Regions from separate parts of the Zea mays genome. Here region 1 is linked to region 2. Evidence: chromatin contacts called from public Hi-C data. All regions are on one chromosome and are shown on one strand. The core of a region is the stretch at or near the end of the contact, and the rest is flanking DNA. Distances in the headings are between cores, read along the strand shown. Region 1 holds the start of LOC103635772. Region 2 holds the start of LOC100282823 (riboflavin biosynthesis protein ribAB).

Region 1 (4,522 bases), core at 1,921-4,420, 520 kb before region 2:
TTTAAACCGAAGTACTATGCATGGACACATAAATTGTAAGAATGTTTACCTGGAATCTCCATGCCATGATTTTCAGGATGTTTCACAGGATTGTTTGCTGACTGTGTCTCTAGAGAAAATGGCATACTGACAAGACGGTAACTTCGAAGCGAAGGTCCAAAAGTGCCATACTTGCCAGCAGCGCTAAAAGCCCTTTCAGCATCGGCACGTTTCTTGAAGACAACTTTAACAGTATTTGTTTCCCTGTGTACTTCTGCCTCCCTTTCTTTCAGTGGACCAAAGCGACTGAACATCTTAACAAGATCCAATTCTGAAGGAATAGAAGCTGACCTGGCAAAGCTCAAAACAAGTGCAGTGGGCTTCAACTCATCAATCATCTTCTCGTCAACATGGATGATAGATCTTTCCATCACTTGTATCTGTTTTTTAGGTACTGGCTCCCCAAGTTCTGACAAAGGTACATATGCATGACTTGAGGATCTCCGCCTACGTCTTGGCCTTGTAGTGGGACTCTCTTTTCTGAGGTCATGGATTGGGTGATTATGCAAGCTCAATCCGGACCAATACGAGTCCTGCATATGATCTGTTGTCTCTACATCAGGAGAAGGTAAAACTTCTTTTCTCTTCCTCCCTCTCCTAGATGTACCTTTATCAACGATGTTTGCTTCAGTAGTAGTAGAAACAATATAGTTTCTGTAATCACTGAAGTAACTGATTATCATTACTGAGAAATTATATCCATTCATTGGCTCTGTTGCAACCAAGCATAGCTGTGATAGTAATTCCTTGGGATCTGCAGTGTGATTCCTGTGCAGACTTCTCCTTTTTGCTCGTTTCTCTACAGTAAGTTCATCACCAGCATCATCACTAAAGATATCAAATTCCCCATTCTCTCCTTCAGCAGCATTCTGAGCCTTCATAATGGACGGAGATCCTGTCAGCTGGCTTGCAGCTCGCCGAATACACTCACCAATCTTGAAAGAACTACCACCAGTTGGAGCTGATGACTTCTCTGAATCTTCAAATGATTCAAAGTTTCTTTTGTTCTTGTTCTGTAGGTTGCCATAGTTATCAAAGTCCATACCCACTTGTTTCTCATTGTAGCTAGTATCATTGACCTGATTAGATATGCTCCTTTTCTCCATCACCACCTGGTCACCACCAGGTTTTTGTTTCCGAGGTCTCCCCCTGCCCCTTTTGGGCTTATCTTGAGTAGGATGCACTTCATTAATCACAGGTTCCTCAACCATTACATTCTGGGTGGACAAAGTGTCTGTACAATCCAGACCATCCTCAACCCACGCATCGCCAGTTTGAAATGATGCAAGTTCAGGACATCCCTTAGATCGATAGAAAGAAGTAAGTTGAGAACATGCTATAACTAACTCCAACAGATCACCTCCTTGGCCAGGAAATAGAGCTAACTCCTTAATATAATGAAGAAGGTTTTCTGGACTGAAACAGTTTAAGATTTCAGGCCGATTAACTGCAGAGCAAGTAACTCCATCCTTGAGCCCAGCATTATCAACTGTATAGGACATGCCATTATCAGCAAGCTCTTCTGGCAAACAAGAGCAGCTCATACCTGACAGTATCCGCCTTGACAGTTCTTCAAGTGCATTATTAACTGACCCAACAAAGGCATCTGAACTGCTCTGTTTCTCCATTTGTGAATAATTTGTCACAAAAGGCTTCAACTGGGATTCATCGCACCACGCAAAAGTGTTGTCACCAAAATAAGCTACCAAGTGGCTGCCCTTTTTCTGATGTTTCAGAGCCAATTCAGATGCATCTGATGGATCAAAAATTTCACCAGGCCACCAAGGATGACTTTTCACTTTACCCCAGACAAGATCAGCAACTTGAAACCCGCCTTTATCATGAGGAGGCAGGCAGTATCTAGCACCCTGATCCACACTACCCAGACTAGCAGCCTCTAGGTTGCTGTCCGTGCTATTTTCAACATCAGGAAACTGCTCTCCGGTTTGTGGGAGCATTTCAGATGCATTATTTGTCTGGTCAACTACAGGTGCTCCATCACCTTCATGTTCCTTGGAGCTTTCCTCTATGTCATCAGGCACATTGTTCTGTATTTCCTTATCAAAATGAGCTATGCCATTATCACTTTCATTATTCTTTGTCCCAGGCTCCACGTTTACATGATCTTCAACTTTGTTAGATTCTGAAATGGAATAGGGATATAATTAAAGATGTTGATGAGTAAAAACGGTGCCATCAATATGCAGCACGCCTACAAGCACAGGGCTCTGAGCAGTCTCCTTACCGGCTTCAGCATGTTCAGGAATGGCAGAACCACCACCAGCAGCAGCAGCAGGCACATGTACCACAAGAACCGGATTCTTCTCCGTCTCAGTGAGCAGATCACGAGCTCCTGCTTCTAGCATCTCCTCCTCACCATTCACCGCCTCCAGGCCCTCCGCGGGCTCATCTCCGTGGCCTTCGGCACCAACCATACCAGCTGACTCGTTCGCGTAGAGCGGGTCGCTCACCGCCGTATCTCCCCCTTCACGATCCACATCCGTCGCCAACGTAGCTTTCCCCTCCACTTTCACATCGGCGGCGAAAGCAGGCACCTCGCCCGCAGCTTCCGACGTCGTGACGTCACCGCCCGCCACCGGCTTCGTCTCGCCACCCCCAGGATCCGAGGCCCCGATGGCCCCCGAGCTCATCGGTGCGAGACCTCAGCGCCGCTCCCCGGACGAGGGAATCTGGAAGGACTTGAACAGCGGTGGCAGGAAGTCAGCGAGAGGGGGAGCTCGGAGTTTCTCATCGATCCGGCGGGGCGCCGAAACCCTATGAGCGGATCAGTGCGGGGGAGCACGGAATTTACCTGTGCGAGCGCCGAGCGGGCGGGGGACGTGGTCGGGGTCGAGGGCGCGCGCGTGGGGATGTGAGAGCAGCTCCGGTCTCCGGAGACGGCAGGGCGAGAGATAGATAGATGCGGAGCCGGGGCCGAGCTAGGAAGTGGAGGTCAGGAAGGGGAAGAGTGTGCTCGGCTGCCGTATCGTGTATCGGCGCTCTTGGCCCGAGCTCAAGCGGGTACAGACTGTTCTGTGTTCTCTCATCACGGGGAGGGTAGAGATTGTTTTGATGCTCGTGTCGTGAGTCGTCACCGTCGTATTTTCCTAATGCTTCTCTGTGCATGTCACGCCAGAATCACATTAAACATTCTGGTAGGTTCATCTAGAAATGTAAAATGGGATTCTGATTGACCCTTTTTATCTATCTAAAAGCTAGTACCATTCTGGTAGGTTTTAGGTGGAAATGGTTAAATATAAAATAGCAATCACTGTTATATTACGATTGAATGCACGAGATTGCTTAATTACACATTTACACCAATATAATTGATTGCATAAGTTATATCTTCTGGATAGCTAGCTAAACAAGAGAAGAATCTGCATCAAGGGAGTGAAGTTTGCTTTTACCAACCAATGTACGTGAGCAATAAAGCAAAAAAAAACTATGAGACTGAAGAGGACGAAGAGGTGATGCCTGGAAGAGATGGGTGAGACTGGCGGTGGATGACGATTGATAGGTTTTAAGTTATTAAAGACCCAACAAAACTCTTAATATATAAAATGTATATATGCAAGGAAGGTGCAATTTTTGGTGCAAACTATCCTATCCTATTTCCCTTTCCCTATCCTAACCCTATCCAAACCTCTCCAAGAGAAACCAATGGACAATGAACTTAATTGACAACGGTAGGCCAGATCGTGCTCAGACGAGGTTAAACAAAATACAACTATGGGATAAATAGAATGAACAACGGGCTCAATGGACAACGAGTTAGGTCATCCTCTGATCAAGTTAAATAAAATCTAACTATGTAATATATAGCGATCGCAACGCACAAACATTGTGTTAGTAGCACATATAACTTACAAATACAACAAATAAAAGAATTGTCTCACATATAGATATAGTATAAATATAAACACTAAAAAAGGGTTTCCTTGAACGTCTCACCAAGATGTCTAGACCATATATCTCACTACTAAAATAGCATATATATATATATATATATATATATATATATATAACTTTAAAACCACAACGAACAAAAGTTTTTCCTAACACAAGTTTGTATAGATTCACTCAAACAAGAAAGGGACTGAGATATACTAAGTTTGCTATAGAGCAAGTATAATCTCTACTACTTATTAAGTAAGCAATAGTAGTTTGCCTCCCCTCGTTCTGTCGTCCATCAATCTGGACCGTCCGTATCCTATCGTGCATCTGCGTCTCTCACGCTCCATTCCCCTCCACCGCACGACCGCACCCCAATCCCTAACCTTCCCCGCACGTTCCTCTCTCTACCGCGCTGCTCGTCCCCTGCGGCCCTGCCCCTGCCGCGATAGATGCCTCACGGCCCCCGACAACGACGACCGCGCCGCCATGACCTCCCATCGCCTCCACCTCCGCCGCAGGGCGCACCCTCCCCCTCGCCATGGTCACCGCTGGAGCGCCACCTCTACGCCTCGACCCTGGTATGTCC
Region 2 (4,872 bases), core at 1,757-4,256:
TATTTATTTATTTATTTTGAAGAAACACATCTTTTTTTTTCTCGATCACGCAGGAGAGTTCTGTATCTTTGTATGAAAGAGAGGACAGATTCCCATACATGACAAATAGCTATGAGATAAGAGAGAGATGCAAAAATTACAACTCAATAAGTCACCAGTTATCCTATATTCCTATTAGAACCGACCAGAATGAGGAAAGGGCTCAACCTATGCCCTGAACACGACCAAAGAATAACTCCTGGAGCTTTCAGGCTCCAGCCAAACACCACAGCTTCATCTCTTCTTTGAAAGAGTGTTGGGAAGTCTGGAGGGAGGAAGAAGCTGCATAAATAACGCGTGAATTTCTGTGGTTCCGTATAATCGAAGCCCCAAGTATGATAGCAGTATAGCACTGTAAATCCCTTTTTTTTGGCCTTTGCCTTTCCAATCTTTTTACTTACTTTTCTCCAACAATCCGCAAAGCACTTGTCATGGCGATTAGGCATTATATGCTCCAGTCCAAGAGAGCTCAACAGATTGACAAGGACACAATTTGTGAGAATTTACTGCACTGTCTCGTCTAGTCGACTAATCTCACACCTTATTTCAAACTACCCTCTACAAACAATGTAATCTACAGTGTAAAATAGTATTTTGCACGACCGTTTATGGCCTAGTCACATAATACACAATACCCAGGGTGGGGCAGACCCCTTTCTGCTAAACGATCAGCCATCCAGCACTTGTTTCTGAAGACCTTGCATCTGGAAGTTGCCCATGATTTCCAAAGCTGTTGCCATGGTTCAAACACTTTATAGCACCATAAAAAAAGGCCTTATAGGTTGACTTGGAAGAAGGAACCCATGTCCTGAGTTGCAAAGTAATCCCAAACTGTTTCTATTATAATTTAGCGCTGCAGTACAATGTTCAATTAACGCCTTCTCAAATTTCTTCACAGTTTAAAAAGATGCATAGCTGCTAAGAGGTATTATTACCTATTCGTTTTTTATAGTTTCACCTGGCCGCTTGACTCTTTGGGACTATTGCATTTCCAATTCTCATTGCTAGGTTACTTCTATATAATGTGTACCGATATCATCGTTCTCATGGGAGCTTCCTGCAGGTACACTGCTTTTATCCCGCTGTATCCAATCGGGGTTGGCCCAGGAGAAAGTAAGCTCAAAATGTCTTCTCACAAGAGCGTTATTACTCTTGACTAAAGCTTAGACCGAGGCTGGTTCTTGCTGTCCTTTCAGTGTGGACAATGTACCAAGCCCTCCCGTTTGTGAAGAAGAGGGACCTTTACTCAGGTTTCTTCGAGAAGTTCTCCATGAGCTACCGTTCCTTTCTAGTGGTAAGTCAAGGCTCCGCGAACTGGACCATCGTGTTCTCTGCTCGCGCGTTCGTTCAGTTGCCAGTTGGAGTGTTCGACTGTTCTTAACAGAAGTTCAACTATCTGGTATGCGCCTTGCCGTGACACAGGGTGTGCTGGTGCTCTACCCGTTCCTGTGGCTGAAGCTGTACCAGCACGTGTTCAAGCAGCGCAAGTCCAAGCTGGGGAAGGGGAGCAGGAAGAAACGGGCCTGAGAAAATCTGGCTCTGCTCAGCTCAGCTGCCACTTGTTGCTGTCATGTGAAACGCTAACGGGTCATTGTGGATTTTTGTTTTGGAAGAAAATCTTTGTGAGTTGTTGTCTGATGCGACGGGGGCAGTTATTGGATTACGCTTTGGGTTCTCTGTTTGTTTCAATTGCTCTGCGTTTTATGTCTGTATTAACATACATCAAGCATATATAATAGTCATGTTGCTGCTGCGAGTCTAATCAATCTTGCGATCCTGGTTTTCTCGCTCAATTGCCTACACTGAATGAGGCTGATCACGCTGCTCTGTGCCTACAGCAGGCGATTGTCAGATGCTAGATGGCGATAATACAAGCTTAATAACCAGAGCATGGACGTAGTGCAGTGGTTCTCTCTCTCACGCACACAGAGAAACACTTTTTATTAGCCAAAAGTTGTTAGATTATATAATCTGGCCAGATTATAATCCCAAACAAACACTAAATTAGTATATGTGAATGTGATAAACACCAAATTAGTATATGTGAATGTGATGGTTGATTTTTTTTTCTTTAGGATGGAAGTAATACTGCATTAGCATCTACGGTCTGAAGCGGCCGGCGGAACTGCCGATTCCGCGACCTCCCAAATGCTAACGTTGCCGCCGGCGGCCAAGACCTCCACACCCCCGCCGCGGCAGCCACCGCTCACTATTCCACTCTTTTCAGACGGATGCACGTACCTTCCCTAGCGCCCATGGCCGCGCCCGCCCTTGCTTCCTTCGTTCGGGGACTCTACTACCACTTGGCCGCGGCTGCTTGCGGTCGCGACCATGGCCTCCGTTCCTCAAATGACGCGGCCTCTTCACCAACGGGTTCGGTTGTTCTGTCCTGCAAGCGGTGGAAGTATTTGTGAAAGGAGCTGAAGGTTGAAGGCGATTGATTTTCAGGCTGGCAACTGGCTTGATGCCTGATTCTTGGTAGGATCTTCTGCTACTCTCCAGTGCGAAGTGCCGACACTTTCAAATTCATTCATGAAACTCCCGGTCTCAAATGTTGCTTAAGCATTTAGATTTCTTCAAAAGAAATGCTCACCGTCACTTCACACACACACACACAGTCTATAACTGATGAAATCGCTGTTGTTGTTTTTTTTTACAACGTGGTGACCATTTACTGACTGGGAAAAAAAAAGAGAGAACTCGCAAACCTTCTACCCACTTCCGATGGAAATTGACCTGGAAGGAAGAAGATACATTATCTCGTGAAACCGTCCAAAAGATGCTATCTGCAAAAATATCTTTCACTTGTCGCTGTCTCGTCCAGCTTACATTTCTTTTGACCCATAGCAGAAGGCATTGGAAGCGTGGTTTCTTTGTCATCACCTGAAGTGTGCGATGTGCCGGATTCGGCTGCTTCTATCTTGCAGCTCAGAAACATGTGGTCAGTTTCCCTCCACTCCGTCGGTTTTTTTTTTTCCTTCCATTATCTGCATGAGCAGATAACTCCAAACGACGGGCTGAGAGGTGCTGTGACACTGCAGGCGATAAAGGTATATAAGCCAAACGCTTTTGCAAACTGGGAGCCTGGGATCACCAAATGGACCGTGTTCTTCTGAGCTCCCACTTGCCATCTCACGCTCATGCAAACACGAGGTATCGATTCCTCCCAACTCTTTTGTCTGTGGAAGAAGGCCTTTGAAGAGTTCGTGTATTTTCTCTGTAACCTGCCAGTTGTTCCAATCTTTTCAGGTTGCAGCAGGGTCCTGGTGGCCTCAACAGTATAGGATTTGCAGTCATAAAAAAGGGATGCTTGAAGTTAAGATGTTACGCGATCGGCGATGAACTCGGTGGTCCAGGGCGCTTTAGTAAGCATTTCATCGAGAACAGTAATGGACCTGTTTTCCAGGGACTCGATGCGTCTGCTGGTTCTTTTAGAACTGTCGGTGCTGAAATCACTCAGGACACTGGAGATTTCTTTGTCAGTGACGCAGAGGGTGATCCAGACAAACCTACCGATGGGTTCTCCTCGATCGACCAGGCTATAGGTGCTTTGCGTGAAGGGAAGGTAGGCGAATGGCTACATTAAGTGTATTTCACACCTTAACACTTTTCATCGCTATAATTTTGTCTTTACTATGTTTTGTATCTCATAGTTTGTTTTGAACCTGGGCATGGATCCAGTATTCTTTATTATTTTCATAGTTTCAGCATGTATTACACTTCTCATCCCTGCGCTTTGTTCCATTCATGGGCATTGAACGTGCATGATCAGGCTAGATTGGATTGTCCTACTTGGAGATCATATTCGTGTACTGTGCAATACATGCTTGAGAAGATTTATGATAAAATACTAAAAAATATTATGGGTTGGATTTTAGACAAACTTAAAATTTCAACAAAGTACATCAGACTTACTAAAGACATGTTCAACAATAATGTATGACTAGTATTCGAACAAGTGACAGATACACAGAAAACTTTCCAATTATAATAGTACTATATTAAGGATCAGATTTAAGCCCTTATTTTTTTCCTTGGCGATAGATGAGGTCATAAGGGACATATAACGAGATATCTCTTGGTGTATGTTTTTTTAGACGATGTAATGTTAGTTGATAAAATCCTGGCAAAAGTAAATAGGAAACTAGAGTTGTGGCGGGAGATTCTAGAGCCTAAAGGTTTTAAACTCAGTACAACTAAAACCAAATCTATGAGATATAACTCCAGCACTACTACATATGAGGAAGGAGATATTAGTTTGGAAGGTCAAGTAGTGCCCTTTAAGAATATCTTTCGGTATTTAGGATCAATGCAGAAATGTGATGGATATCGCTGAAGATGTTAACCATAGACTTAAAGTAGGGTGGGTAAAATGGCATCAAACATATGGCGTTGTAGGTGACAAAAAGGTACCATAAATATAAAAGGAAAGTTTATAGGACGACGATTAGACTTGTTATGTTGTATGGTGCAGAATGGTGGCCTACAAAAACATAGACATGTTTAGCACATAAGCGGAAATATGTATGTTGTGTTAGATTGATGCCCATACAAGAAGAGATCGAGTTTAGAACAATGATCCAATTGAAGAAAAGCTTGTCCAATATCGATTGAGATGGTTTGGACGTATCTAATAGACTTCCAGAGGCACCAATGTGTAGTAGGGTGTTAAGGCGCGATAGTAATGGGAAGAGAGACGGGAGAAGGGTGAAATTGATAGGGGAAGAGACAGTAAAATAAGACTTGAAAGGATAAAATATACATAAAGATTTAGACTTGAATAGGGGTCCATAGAAAATAGTTATCCACGTGTCTAAACCTTGACATGTGGCT

The links. Hi-C and Micro-C count contacts between places; a contact is called where the count stands out from the background.
Region 1: a contact with region 2 is called in a Hi-C map of ear, with 1.7 times the contacts expected there. The contact joins the promoter of LOC103635772 here to the promoter of LOC100282823 in region 2. A contact is called at or near these places in 2 of 25 Hi-C or Micro-C datasets (ear and endosperm).

Annotation. Positions count from the first base shown.
Region 1 is chr8:119,987,966-119,992,487 of Zm-B73-REFERENCE-NAM-5.0, reverse strand. LOC103635772 reads right to left here and starts at 3,170. Exons shown (of 4, transcript XM_008658152.3): 1 at 2,852-3,170; 2 at 2,285-2,729; 3 at 50-2,182. The coding sequence starts at 2,690.
Region 2 is chr8:119,463,802-119,468,673 of Zm-B73-REFERENCE-NAM-5.0, reverse strand. LOC100282823 (riboflavin biosynthesis protein ribAB) reads left to right here and starts at 3,006. Exons shown (of 7, transcript NR_178194.1): 1 at 3,006-3,192; 2 at 3,289-3,604. LOC100284318 reads left to right here. Exons shown (of 9, transcript NM_001175443.2): 7 at 1,103-1,152; 8 at 1,236-1,333; 9 at 1,462-1,803. The coding sequence ends at 1,566.